Regions from separate parts of the Mus musculus genome. Here region 2 is linked to region 1. The links are chromatin contacts, called in public HiChIP or PLAC-seq maps. All regions are on one chromosome and are shown on one strand. Each heading gives the region's core, a stretch centred on a gene start, on an enhancer-like site or on the middle of the called end of the contact. The rest is flanking DNA. Distances are from core to core; before and after follow the strand shown. Region 1 holds the start of Usp33 (ubiquitin specific peptidase 33). Region 2 overlaps Pigk (phosphatidylinositol glycan anchor biosynthesis, class K).

The links. HiChIP or PLAC-seq counts read pairs in DNA pulled down with a chosen protein or histone mark.
Region 2: an H3K4me3 HiChIP or PLAC-seq map of the 230-238 cell line shows a contact between it and region 1, with 13 read pairs. The contact joins the enhancer-like site here to the promoter of Usp33 in region 1. A contact is called at or near these places in 17 of 39 promoter capture datasets (the 3T3-L1 cell line, the C10 cell line, the HPC-7 cell line and 11 more), 4 of 484 Hi-C or Micro-C datasets (the G1E-ER4 cell line, Th1 cells and cortical neurons), 18 of 115 datasets of contacts at active chromatin or transcription factors (the 230-238 cell line, the NIH/3T3 cell line, bone marrow-derived macrophages and 13 more) and 5 of 9 other capture datasets (adipose tissue, embryonic stem cells, liver and 2 more).

Annotation. Positions count from the first base shown.
Region 1 is chr3:152,344,734-152,350,529 of GRCm38.p6, reverse strand. It overlaps Usp33 (ubiquitin specific peptidase 33), which reads right to left and starts at 4,052. Exons shown (of 24, transcript NM_133247.3): 1 at 3,891-4,052.
Region 2 is chr3:152,755,862-152,761,718 of GRCm38.p6, reverse strand. All of the region lies in intron 9 of Pigk (phosphatidylinositol glycan anchor biosynthesis, class K), which reads right to left. It overlaps Gm40181 (a long non-coding RNA gene), which reads left to right and starts at 5,617. Exons shown (of 2, transcript XR_867777.2): 1 at 5,617-5,857. Within about 2 kb of position 1,893, at least 11 of the 459 cell types and tissues checked have an H3K27ac peak or open chromatin away from gene starts, as enhancers often do. A contact at or near this core is called in the 230-238 cell line, where this site is marked.

The DNA of each region.
Region 1 (5,796 bases), core at 2,803-5,302:
GGCTATACTCCCTTCCTCACAGTTTATGGAATAGCACCCACACCCATATTGTTACCACAAGGTCTGAGTTCAAGAGACACTACAGAGAAGCCTCAGAAAGGATGCTGTCCCAGTATGTACACACTGAAATCACACAGGACTCCAGTAATGCGTTTGTACAATCAATTCACGTTCATTTAAAGGGGTTTAAGCTGTCAAAATTCAGTCGAACCTAAAGCTACCCAAGTTAATCTTCCAGCCTCAGGGTCTCACCTCCCTAGGAATTCACTCTGTATGGGAGGAGGAGGAGGGGGAGGGGGATTGTCTCCGTCAGCTAAACCTCCAAAAGACCTTCCTATCATTTATTTATTATGAATCACATCTGGAGTGTTTTAGGAGAGGGTTTAAATGTACTTTAAGTACAGGAACTAAAGAAGGAAGAAGCAAGACAGGGAGCAGCACCACACACCTTTACCTCCAGAGGCCAGGCAGGCAGACCCCTGGTCTACAGTGACCAGGACATAGTGCGACTCTTGTCTCAAAAAACAAAAAAAAAAAAAAACAAACAAAAAAAAAAAAAAACAAGAGTATATATCCTAGAATAAGTATAAGGTTCTCAAGAGAATTAGGCCTGAAGGATTTTATAATACCCATAAGGTTCTCACCATATGTACTTCTATTAAAAACAAACAAGCAAAAAGACTCCATCTGCCAGAACTGGTGGTCCAAGCCAATAATCCCAGCTATTCAGAAGTGGAGAGAGAAGGATCACAAGTTCCAGGCTAGCCTGGGCTACACAGCAAGTTCCAGGCTAGCCTGGGCTACACAGCAAGTTTCTGCCTTGCCTTTATGAGACTCCATCAAAATAACCAAAAAGAAAAAAAAAAAAAAAAAAAGGAAAGGAAAAAAAGTAACAAATTCAAGGCTACAAAGTGAGTTCACGATCTGCTGCTCTGCCCCTGCCCTCTGCCCTCTGCCCTCTGCCCCTGCCCTCTGCCCCTGCCCTCTGCCCTCTGCCCTCTGCCCTCTGGAGGTAAAGATACCACAGTGAGGCTAGTTTCAGAATAAAAAGCAAAGAATCAGCTAGGGGGTTACAGGTGCTTGCCTAGCATGCACAGGCCCCGGGCTAACCCACAGCAAAGACCCTACTCAACTGTAGAGTTTTAGAAAACATGTTGCATTCGGTTCCCACCCCGTAGTTCTGGGGAGCAGAGTCGGGGCCTTGTGCATACTAAGTGCTCTCCCACATCGCTACAGCCCTATGGGCCACTCCTCTTATTAGGAGAGCCTTGCCTTCAACAGGTTACTGACCTACCTACTCTCTGAAGTAACACAAATGCACTGTCTCTTAAATATGAGTTCTCATTACACATACAGACACCACACTGCACAAAATTCATGTGCCCTACGGGTGCTTTATTTGTATTATTTTATGTGTATGTGTGTTTGCTTGTGTCCATGGAAACCAGATAAAGGTGTTCAAGCTACCTACTTGAGCTAGAAATTTAATTCAGGACCTTGGTAAGCCCTCTTAAACACTGCGCCATCTCTCCAGCCCCGTGAATCTTCTTATAGAAAGATAAACCAACTGTACTCACCTCAAATTCTTTGTTCTACTACCAACATGCTCCTGAAACCCCAATGTAGACTTTTAACAGCTTTAGAACTGCACCTATACTGAGGGAACAGATCTGGAGCAGATGTGGTACTGTGGGCCCAGCCACCGAGGAGGCTAGAATAGGAAAAAGTGAGGTTCCAGGCCCATCTGGGCAATACTATCCCCTCATCTCTTTATTTTTTCAAATAATCCACATTTCCCCTCTTAGACATCATTGAGCATTTTACGTCATTTTCTTGCAGCACAGACTCTTGCACCAGCAGGTTGGTAAGCACTACAGTCCCAGCACAGGAGATGGTGCAAGTCCAGAGGGATTCAAGGTCATCCTGAGCCGCAAGCAATTTCAAGGCCAGCATGTCTCAAAAAAAGAAAAAGAAAAAAAAAAAAAAAAAAAAAACTCAAGCTTTTAAAACGCTGCATTTAAGTCTCTCATAATTTTATAATCTTTATTCCACTTGGTTGCTTGATTGACTGATTGAGACAGGGTTTGTGTGTGTAGCCATGGCTGTCAACTCTCGCTGTAGACCAGGCTGGCCTGGAATGTACAGAGGTTAAGACCGCCTCTGCCTCCCAAGTGCTAGGATTAAAGGGGTGCATATCACCACGACCTGGCTCAGCCTTAATCCACCTGAATTCTAATTTCTAGTACAGGCTGGTTTGGCAATATTGTTTCAGAAGGAAAGGCTGATCCTTACACAAGCTTGAAACTCTGACTTGGGAAAAGGCTATTTGGCATTCGTCAGAGGACAGGAACAGAATCAAGTAAGATTTTGTAAGTGAAAGGATCCTGAAAACAGCAAATCACCTACTTGCTGCAACTATGTGGAGAGATTTGCTTATTCATATACTACATGAACTAAAAAGGAAAGTAACTGAAAACTGGCAATGCAGATCAAAAAATAGCATGCAAGCCGGGCGTGGTGGCACACGCCTTTAATCCCAGCACTCGGGAGGCAGAGGCAGGCGGATTTCTGGGTTCAAGGCCAGCCTGGTCTACAAAGTGAGTGCCAGGACAGCCAGGGCTACACAGAGAAACCCTGTCTCGAAAAACCAAAAAAAAAAAAAAAAAATAGCATGCAATCATAAATATAGCCCCCATGTATATTTGTGTAGTTTTTCTCATCTTGCCAAAGTAAATGAAATAACAAAACTATCGGCATAGTATAAGTTACTGAAACAAGTTATAAAATTTTCATTCTTCCATACTTATATTAACAGTACAAACTCACTGCCAGCATTCATAAGATCAAATAGCCTGCTGCAATCATCGGATTTGCTCTGACCTTTCCATAAGATACAACTGCACCCTCAACCACAGAAGACACTCGGAGAAATGGTCTCATTCTCTCCCTCTCCCTCCCCTCCCCTGCCTCTTTGGTTTGCTTGCTTGCTTGCTTGCTTGCTTTGAAATGGGGGCTCCTGTAGCCTAGGCTAGCCTGGAAGTCCTTCTCTACCTTCCTCCACCTTCCAAATGTTATCTTCTGCCAAAGGCATCTCTAGGCTTGAGCAGTCTACCCTGACTCTCATTATCTTTGGTAACAGGTTTTTCGTAAAGAAAAAAATTGTCAGATCAAACAAAAAAATATCTGGCATGACATGGTGGCAATACATTTGGAATCCCAGCAACTTGGGAGATGGAGGCAGGAGGATCAGGACTTGGGAGGCCAGACATTGGACTGTCTCGAAAAAATTTAAAGAAGAAAAAAGAGAGAGAGAGAGAGAGAGAACATTCTAGAATTCTACATTAAGCACTAAGTCTCGAGACCTTTGGTAAAACGCGTCTTCAGTTTAGTTAGACTCTGCTCCAGCCAGGATGTCAGCCCCTGGCTCCATTTCGCAGGCCTAATACTGATTCCGACAGAATGTAAACCCTAATCTTCAGTTGTGTGCAAAGCCCCTAAGGCAATCAAATCAATCACATTGCCTAACAGGTCAACATGACGAATTTTCCGACGAGGAGCATTTTGTATTTGAAAAATGCTTGAGCGCTTGGGAAAGCACTCACACCGTGGAAATGTGACCCGAACAAAAGCTGCGACCGACAGACGCTACGACTGGACTCGACCCAAACGCTGCGTCGGCCGAAGACACGCCACTGGGACGGTGACACCTCGGTTTTCCCGTTCGTAGCAATGAATAACGGGGCGGCGCGCACAGGTCGCGCCCCCCGACCCGGATCCCTGACCACCGAGCCGCCCGGGCCGCGCGCCGGGGCGAGCCTCAGCCCGGCCGCGCCCGCCCTCCCTCCGGCCCGCCGCCGCCGCACGCCCGCCCGCCCGTCCGCCGCGCTCACCTCAGCCCGCCGCCCAGCGCACTCCTCCTCGGAGCCTGAGCGCTCGGATCCGCAGGGCCGCAAAACGGTTCCGCAGCGCGGCCCGCAGAACCCGACCGCTGCCCGACGCTTCCCTCGGCAGCCGCCGCTCCTTCCGGTGTCTCCGCGGCCGCTGCGGGCGTCTGGGGGCGGGACCTTGGGGAGACACGCCCCGGGGCGGGGCCTCGGGCCTGGCCTCGGTTCTCCGCTAGGCCTGTGCTAGACAGGCAACCTGAGCTGACGTGTACACCACTTCGGCCGCATTTCTGCTTTTATTCCTATTCTCCCACCCTCTGCAGTCACAAGACAGCTTCCCAAGGTCTCGTCGCGGTGCATTATAAACTCCGCAGTACGGAAAGCCTCAGAAAGGTCTGAAGTTTGCAATATGAAGTGGCTAGCTCAAGGCTGGGGCAGGAGGATTGCGGTAACTTCGAAGCCAGTCTGGGCTGCAGTGTGAGGCTAGTCCTAAACCTTGCTTTTCTAATAACTCCTTTAAGACCTACATTTTCTGGAAGCAAATGCATTTCTCTTTGCCATATATACAAAGAAGAAATTAATCTCTACCATTTTCCACTAGGTTAAATCAAGATCAAATGAAATAGTTACTGAAACCTTGAGATCTTCTTGGTACTTAGAGCAATAGGAAAAAAAAAAAAAACCTTCCACTTATGTGACTGTTACATTCACTTTTTAATATTTTTCCAATTATTTCTATTATATGCATTGGTGTTTTGCCTGCATGCATATCTCAGTGAAGATGTCGGATCCATTGTATCTGGAGTTACAAACAACTGTGAACTAAACTGCCTTCTGGGTGCTGGGGATTGAACCAGTGTCCTCTGGAAGAGCAGCCAGTGGTCCTAACCAGGAGTCATCTTTTTAGCCCCTCACTGTTTGATTTTATAATATGTGAATTCAAACTGCAAAGCTGAAAAAGTTTGTCAGCTGGGCATGGTGGTGTACCCCGGTAAAGCCAGCACTTGGGAGGCTGTGGCAGGATTGTGAGTTTGAGGCTAGCCTGGATTACAGAGTAAGACATGTCTATATGATTAACCCCAAAGTTGGTTGGGAGCATGTATCTAAATATTGTGCAAAATGCCAGTCTCCATCAGAAGCAGGCGACTAATCTGAGGGCTTCTAATTATTCTGCTAGTGGAATCAGAGGATGTTAACCATGATACTCCTTGCTGTCTGGGGCTTGGCGCAAGGGAATGAAGCTGTGTGGGAGGCCCCATGGTTACCACCACTCTACCCTCGGCCTACTCCAGATATTGCTCGTTTGCTTTCACTGATATCCAAATCAGTAATATTGTCATTTTTTTTTTTCGAGACAGGGTTTCACTGTATAGCCCTGGTTGATCTGGAACTCACTTTGTAGACCAGGCTGCCCTCGAACTTAGAAATCCACCTGCCTCTGCCTCCCGAGTGCTGGGATTAAAGGCGTGTGCCACCACACCCGGCTTTCAATTTTTATTGAATGGTTTTCCCCAGGAAATTCATTTTTATTTACCCAGATATAACAACATCAGGCCAAATAAGTGTTTTAATTGGGGGTCATTCAAGCATAGACCACTTAAGGGTAGCTATACCAACAATGAGTCTCTCCCATGCCTCCAGCATTGTTAACTACATTTATACCCTCAGAGATAGGAGGTGCTGCATAAGCCTGGGTGCCCGCCATTGTGTCCATGGGGAAATGCTAACGGGCACAGGATGTGAGGGTTCATGCTGCTAACTACTGCTTTCTGATTTCAAGATGGCAGCCGCCACGAGCTGCCCAGAAGACAGAGGTCCTCAGTGTGCACTTTTACTGTAAAGGTGGGGTTTATTTTTGGAGGATTGATTGATTGACTGATTGATTGATTTGTATGGGTGCTTTGTCTACATA
Region 2 (5,857 bases), core at 644-3,143, 410 kb before region 1:
GTGACCGTGCTGACTGTCCAGTGAACCCCAGAGGGCCACCTATGTCTGCCTCCCCAATACTGGGATTGCAATCACATGCCCCCACCCAGCCTTCTTATGAAGGCCCTGGGGTTGAACTCAGGTCCTTAAACTTCTCCTCAACCCTTCTTTCTGTTTTTGCTTTTCTCCACTGAAAGTGCCTACACATAACAAAATGTATATAAGTTATATATACTTTAATAAGGTTTTATCTTAATTTTCTATTTTATTCTGGTATTAACTTTGTACATTTGCTGAATTCTTTCTCTCTTGAAGATTATTTATGTTGGCTTTCCTGGGATTAGTAATGGCCATTAATCTGGAGTTGGATCAAGGAGATGAGCTAATTTACAAGGGAGAGTTTTCAGTTCAAGAGCGCCCTCTTCTGTAGCTGAAACGAACTGCAGCTTACTTAATAAAGTAGCCGATGTACCGGGGTGGGATTTTTAAATACTCCCTTGCTTTCATAAAGCCCTTCCTTACTCTTTTTGTCCACATCTAACACTTCTGGGCACCGTGTCCCCACCCTCCTCTTCACAACGTCCTCTGTTCTCATAGAATTGTCGCTTTCCTAATCATGGTGCATAAGGTCACCAAGCTCTCTACTCAGCATTTGTAATTCTGAGAAAACTACAGGTGCTCATTCCAACTTACGCATGGCTGGAACCCCAAACACCTCCTTCTTTCCTCTTATGAATAATGTGTGTTCTCCTTCTTAAGGTCATTCTTTTACTTAAGATTTTGAGAGCTCTAAGACACTCACTGGCTCCAGAGGTTATCTCTCCATTTTCTCTTTCCAAGACTGGGCTAAGAAGCTCTACTGACAGCATTTCATGAAGGAACAATTTCTGCACAGGAGGCTGTGCCGTTTTTCCTTGTGTCACTGTGTCTCAGACAATGGCATTTCACAGATACAAGCCGAGTCTCTTCACTGTGGAAGGGTTCTGAATCCAACACAGCAAAGCTACAATCTGTGCTGAAAGTGATTAAAATACTGCCCAACCCCTCTGTGAAGTTGAAAAAGACAGAGCAGGCTCAAGAGAAGCTCACAAAATCAGTTTACAATCCTCCTTTTGTGTCCTTGTTTCTCTATCTTAGATGCCCAGTGGCCTCAGAAACTCTTTACTCTGCTACTGAAGCACTCTTAGAACAAGTCTCTAAAATTATTTACAGTGCCCATACATAAAGCCATCTCTGACTCAAGAGTGTTTCCTCCCACAATGCCATGCTGAAATCAGATTATTCATGTATAAACTGACAGAGCTTATTGGGGCCTAAAGGCCAAAGCATTCTTCTAAGAATTGAAAACAACTGTAAGAACAGAGGTTGTTCTATGGTTGATACTAACAATAAAATCAATAAATAATTCAAAACACATTATCTAAAGTAATCCAAGGACATTAGGAAGAAATTCCAGAAACAGGTCCAAACCCACAATTTGATATAACCCTTTGAACGAGACAGCTTGAAACAATTACTTGAAACTAAAATATATACCAAAGAAGGCAAATTAGCTTATTTATATATAGTAAATTAAATTATATATAATATATTTTGAAGGCACAGAAAAGCTCCCATCCCTTAGCTGTATTTTTAACATGTTCAAGTAGTTATAAGCGGCTAGGAAACACCTTTAACAGTGTTCAACATCCTCAGCCATGAGGGAAATGCAGATTAAGTCCACCTTCAGAATCCACCTCACAACTCTCAGAATGGCCATAGTCATCAGGGGATCAACTAACCAAATGCTGGCACAGATGTGGGGACGAGGAGCGCGCTGGTGGGAGTGGGAGCTACAGGAACAGACATGTGGCATGTCAGGTGCTGGCTGTCCCGCTCAAGGGCACACCTGAAGGTCTCCATGTCCTGCTATAAGACACTTGCCATCTCCCTCTACTGCCCACAGGAAAAGGTGGCAGCGGGCTGAGGTGAGCAGGCAGTGGGTGAGAGCATTAAGTGGTCTTGCAGAGGGATGGAGTTCAGTCCCAGCATCCAGCCAAGCAGCTTACAAGGACCTGTAACTCCAGCTCCTGGAAACCTGATACCCTTTTCTGGACTCTGTGGATACATACATGATCACAAGCAAAACACACACACACACATACACACACACACACACACACATTACAGACACACAGACACACACATACACACACACACACACACATTACAGATACACAGACACACACATACAGACACACACACACATAGACACACACACAGACACACACACACATTAAACCTTAGAAAGAGGGAATGGGTTATTACTCCTGTAAGGAAGAAGGAAACCATGAACTTGGTCCCAGCAATGGAGTGAGCTCACTCAGGTCTAGAAAGACAAAGTCTGCATGATCCCTCTCGCATGGTGACTGTAGCTTCAAGTCTTCCTTTGTGAGCTAACTGTGAGCACAGTGGAAACCAGGAAACCAGGAAGGAGCTCTCAGGAGGGGGACTGAACCTAAGACCATAAGGGAGAGGATGTGGTAGTTCTGTGCCATTGATTCCGCACCACCTCACCTCCGACTCCCAAGGGCAAGTGGGGTCGGGCAGTGGGCGGTCCACGGCACAGGTGGCAGGTTCCTGCAAATGTTTTCCGCTCACAAGCATGCCAGCAGCAGGATGAGGGACTCAGAACCCCATGGAGGCACACTTGGATACAGTGCATTTGGGCACTGCATGAGTCGGACCAACAAGGCAATGGCGGTCCTTGAGCTCAGCGTCTGACGTCAGGAGAAGCCTTCACTGATCCTCTCTTAGAGACAGAGGCTGAGCTGCATGTCAACTGACACTTAATACCAGCTGCTACCATGACAAAGTCCTGGAGGAAGCCACGCTCCTTCCATCGAATGGGGGCAGGGCAGAAAAGCCTGTCGTGTTTCCATGGAGACCCACTTTCTTGGCAGTTCAACTATGTAAGACACACATTTTTACCACGTGTCAACTTTCGACAAGCCAGTGTCAGGTCAGCCGACCCCTCCCTTCCACACTGAGTAATGCTGCCGTTCCACCTCACCACAGGAACGCAATGCTCTGGGGACAGGGAGGTACTGAGCTCCTTCACAGTACCACAGAGCCCTCTCACTGGGTTTCCTTCTGAGGAAACTGGAAGCGTGATGACAAAGCCAGGAGAGCCAGCTGTGTTTTCACGCCTGAGGTAACTCGCTGGTGGCTTTCATGTAGTCATTATGACCAAAAGTTACCTAGTCTCTGGAGTGTCAAGGTTTGACTATGGCTAATTTTCAAAGAAATATGAAGAAAAAAGCTTTCATAGCAAAGCTATACAAGATGAATTTCAGTCATTTCTGTAATATAGAAAATATGAATTATAGTGTGCACACTAAACAGAAAATCATAATCAACTTCCCTTATTTTTAGAGTAAGTTAGAGCTTTCCCTTCAGTTAGGTGTGATTTAAATCTATATATCATGTTTATGCAGCATAGCTACAGCAGTTACAACTCCAGGCCTCACACACTCCTCACAGGCTGGAAGTACACGTGCAGGAAACTGCTGAGAGACGGGCGGTATGTGCTATTCCCAACACATGCTCCGGTCCCACGCCACTCTAAATGTTCACACTCTGAATGCACACATATTTGGCATGAAGAAAGAAAAACTTTAAACTTTAAAAGATTTCCGGGTAAGACGGCAGATTAAAAACTGCCTGTCTGTGATATGGCTAAGGAGAGTTCATGTGAGAACAGACTATACTCCAGGAGACAGACAGCTTAGGAACCTGAGGGAGGTGGAGAGAGAACAGCTAACAGATGTGAAGAAAGCAGGCAACAAACACTGCAGCCATGCTGGGCTGATCTCAGGACAGGGAGGGGTAGAGGCTCTAGGCCCAGTGGCCCTTGTGATAAGAGGGTGGGAGAGCCTCCTTCAGCAGGACAATCGCACAGTCTGTGAGCCTGAAACCCAGCTGCCTATCTGGTGAGCTACCAATCCCTAGGGCAGATAACAGTGGACAGGATCCCATTTTGTTACTCTGTGTGAGGGCAGTCCACACACAGCTGTCACTCTATATGAGGGCAGTGTCCACAACCACCACTGTCCTTCTGTATGAGGACGGTGTCAGCAGCTACCCTGGGACGACTGTGCTGCGTGCAGAAACCATGTCGTGGGAACCAAAAGCCCCTGGGTAGCTTAAGCAGCCCTGATGAGCATAAGCAATGCTAGAGGTCACAATTCCTGACCTCAGATCTCACCCCACAACCACAGGGAAAGGGCCTGGCACTGGTGCAAAAACACACAGAGGGTTCAGGAATAAATGCACACCGGCACAGCCATAAGAGTCAAAAACACTGGAAACAGAGCAGTGCCAGCCAGCAGTCCTGGGGGAACAGACGTCCAAATGTGGGAAACAAAAGGGAGCCATTCCCGTTCTCCTCAACCTCACATGAGTCTTCACTCAAAGTGGACCAAAGACCTAATGTATGATCTGAGACTCTGAAACCAACAGAAAAGAGATGCAAAGAAAACTCACTGAGATACAGGCAGAGCTGGCATTGTGACAACACTTCCAGCTAGCACACAAAATGGTGCCAGAGCCAAATCCATTACTTTGCTGGCTTTAAAATAAAAGCCCCCACCCCAAAAGCTTGATATACTAATTTAATAAAACCCAGTCTAAATGGCTCACCAACTCACTTCTGGTCTCTGGTTTGCATCCCTGTTTAATCAAGTAAATGAGGGCCACCCCTGCCACGGTGGGGAAGCATAATCAGCCACATCCCTATTCGTTTCCCAGGAGACACATTAGCTAGCTTGGGATCACAGTCTATGAACTCCTAGAATCTATTAGTTTGGTTTGTTTTTTAATTCTTGGGAAACTGTAGTAGAATATATAAAACTTCAGAAGCTGAGGCCATTAGATTTAATGAGTTAGAAGCTAGCCAACTAGTCCCATTTTAAAGCATTCCAAAACAATGCTGACCGAGATGAAGAGTCGGTAGACCAGTTCTCATTTCGTCAAGCTGAACAAAGTACAATGTAGTAGTGGCTATGCTAGAGCACCATGACCAAGGCACCTTACACAAGGGAGGGTTTAACAGGGCGTAGAGTTCCACAGGGACAAGAGTCTGCCAAGGCCAGGAAACGTGGCAGAAAGATGTGGGGGTGCTGCTACAGACGTGAAGAATATGGCCAAAATGCAGCTTATATTAAAATCCTTACGCTAGGATATAATAATCCTAGCATAAATAAAACCTTATGATAGGGTACAATAAGGAGCTAAAAGCTCTAAGCTGTGACTTGGATAAAAGTAAGGTAAGATAGCTATAAGCATGACGTCCTGACGAGATGTTCTACTCTGTTTCTGTGCTGTGGATAGAGCTCAGGCACTGTTTACACTGGACAAGTTCAGCCAGTGAGCTACAACCCCTAGACCAATGTAGTTTTTATTGTGTGTGTGTGTGTGTGTTATGTGCATGTATATACACATATATGTATATATGTGTGTGTGCATGTGTGTATTATATATGTGTGTGCATCCTTTTGCACTCAGGCAGAGGACAGAAGAGAGCCTGGGTCTCCTGCTGGATCCTCTGCAGATCCTCTTGAGACAGTCTCTCACTGAACCTATAGCATATGCTTTTTTGTTTTTTTTTTTTTTTTTGCTTTTGCTTTTGTTTTTGCTTTTTTGTTTTTTCTGTTAGGGTGGCTGACCAACAACAGCCACCAATCCTCCTATCTCCATATTCCACACTCCCCTAGGGCTGGGGTACAGCTATACTGAGCTATGAGTGGCTTTGGCTTGAATGCTGGGGGATGTAAAATCAGGTCCTCATGCTTGCACAGTGAGCACTTGCCCACTAAGCCATCTCTCCAGCTCCTAAAAT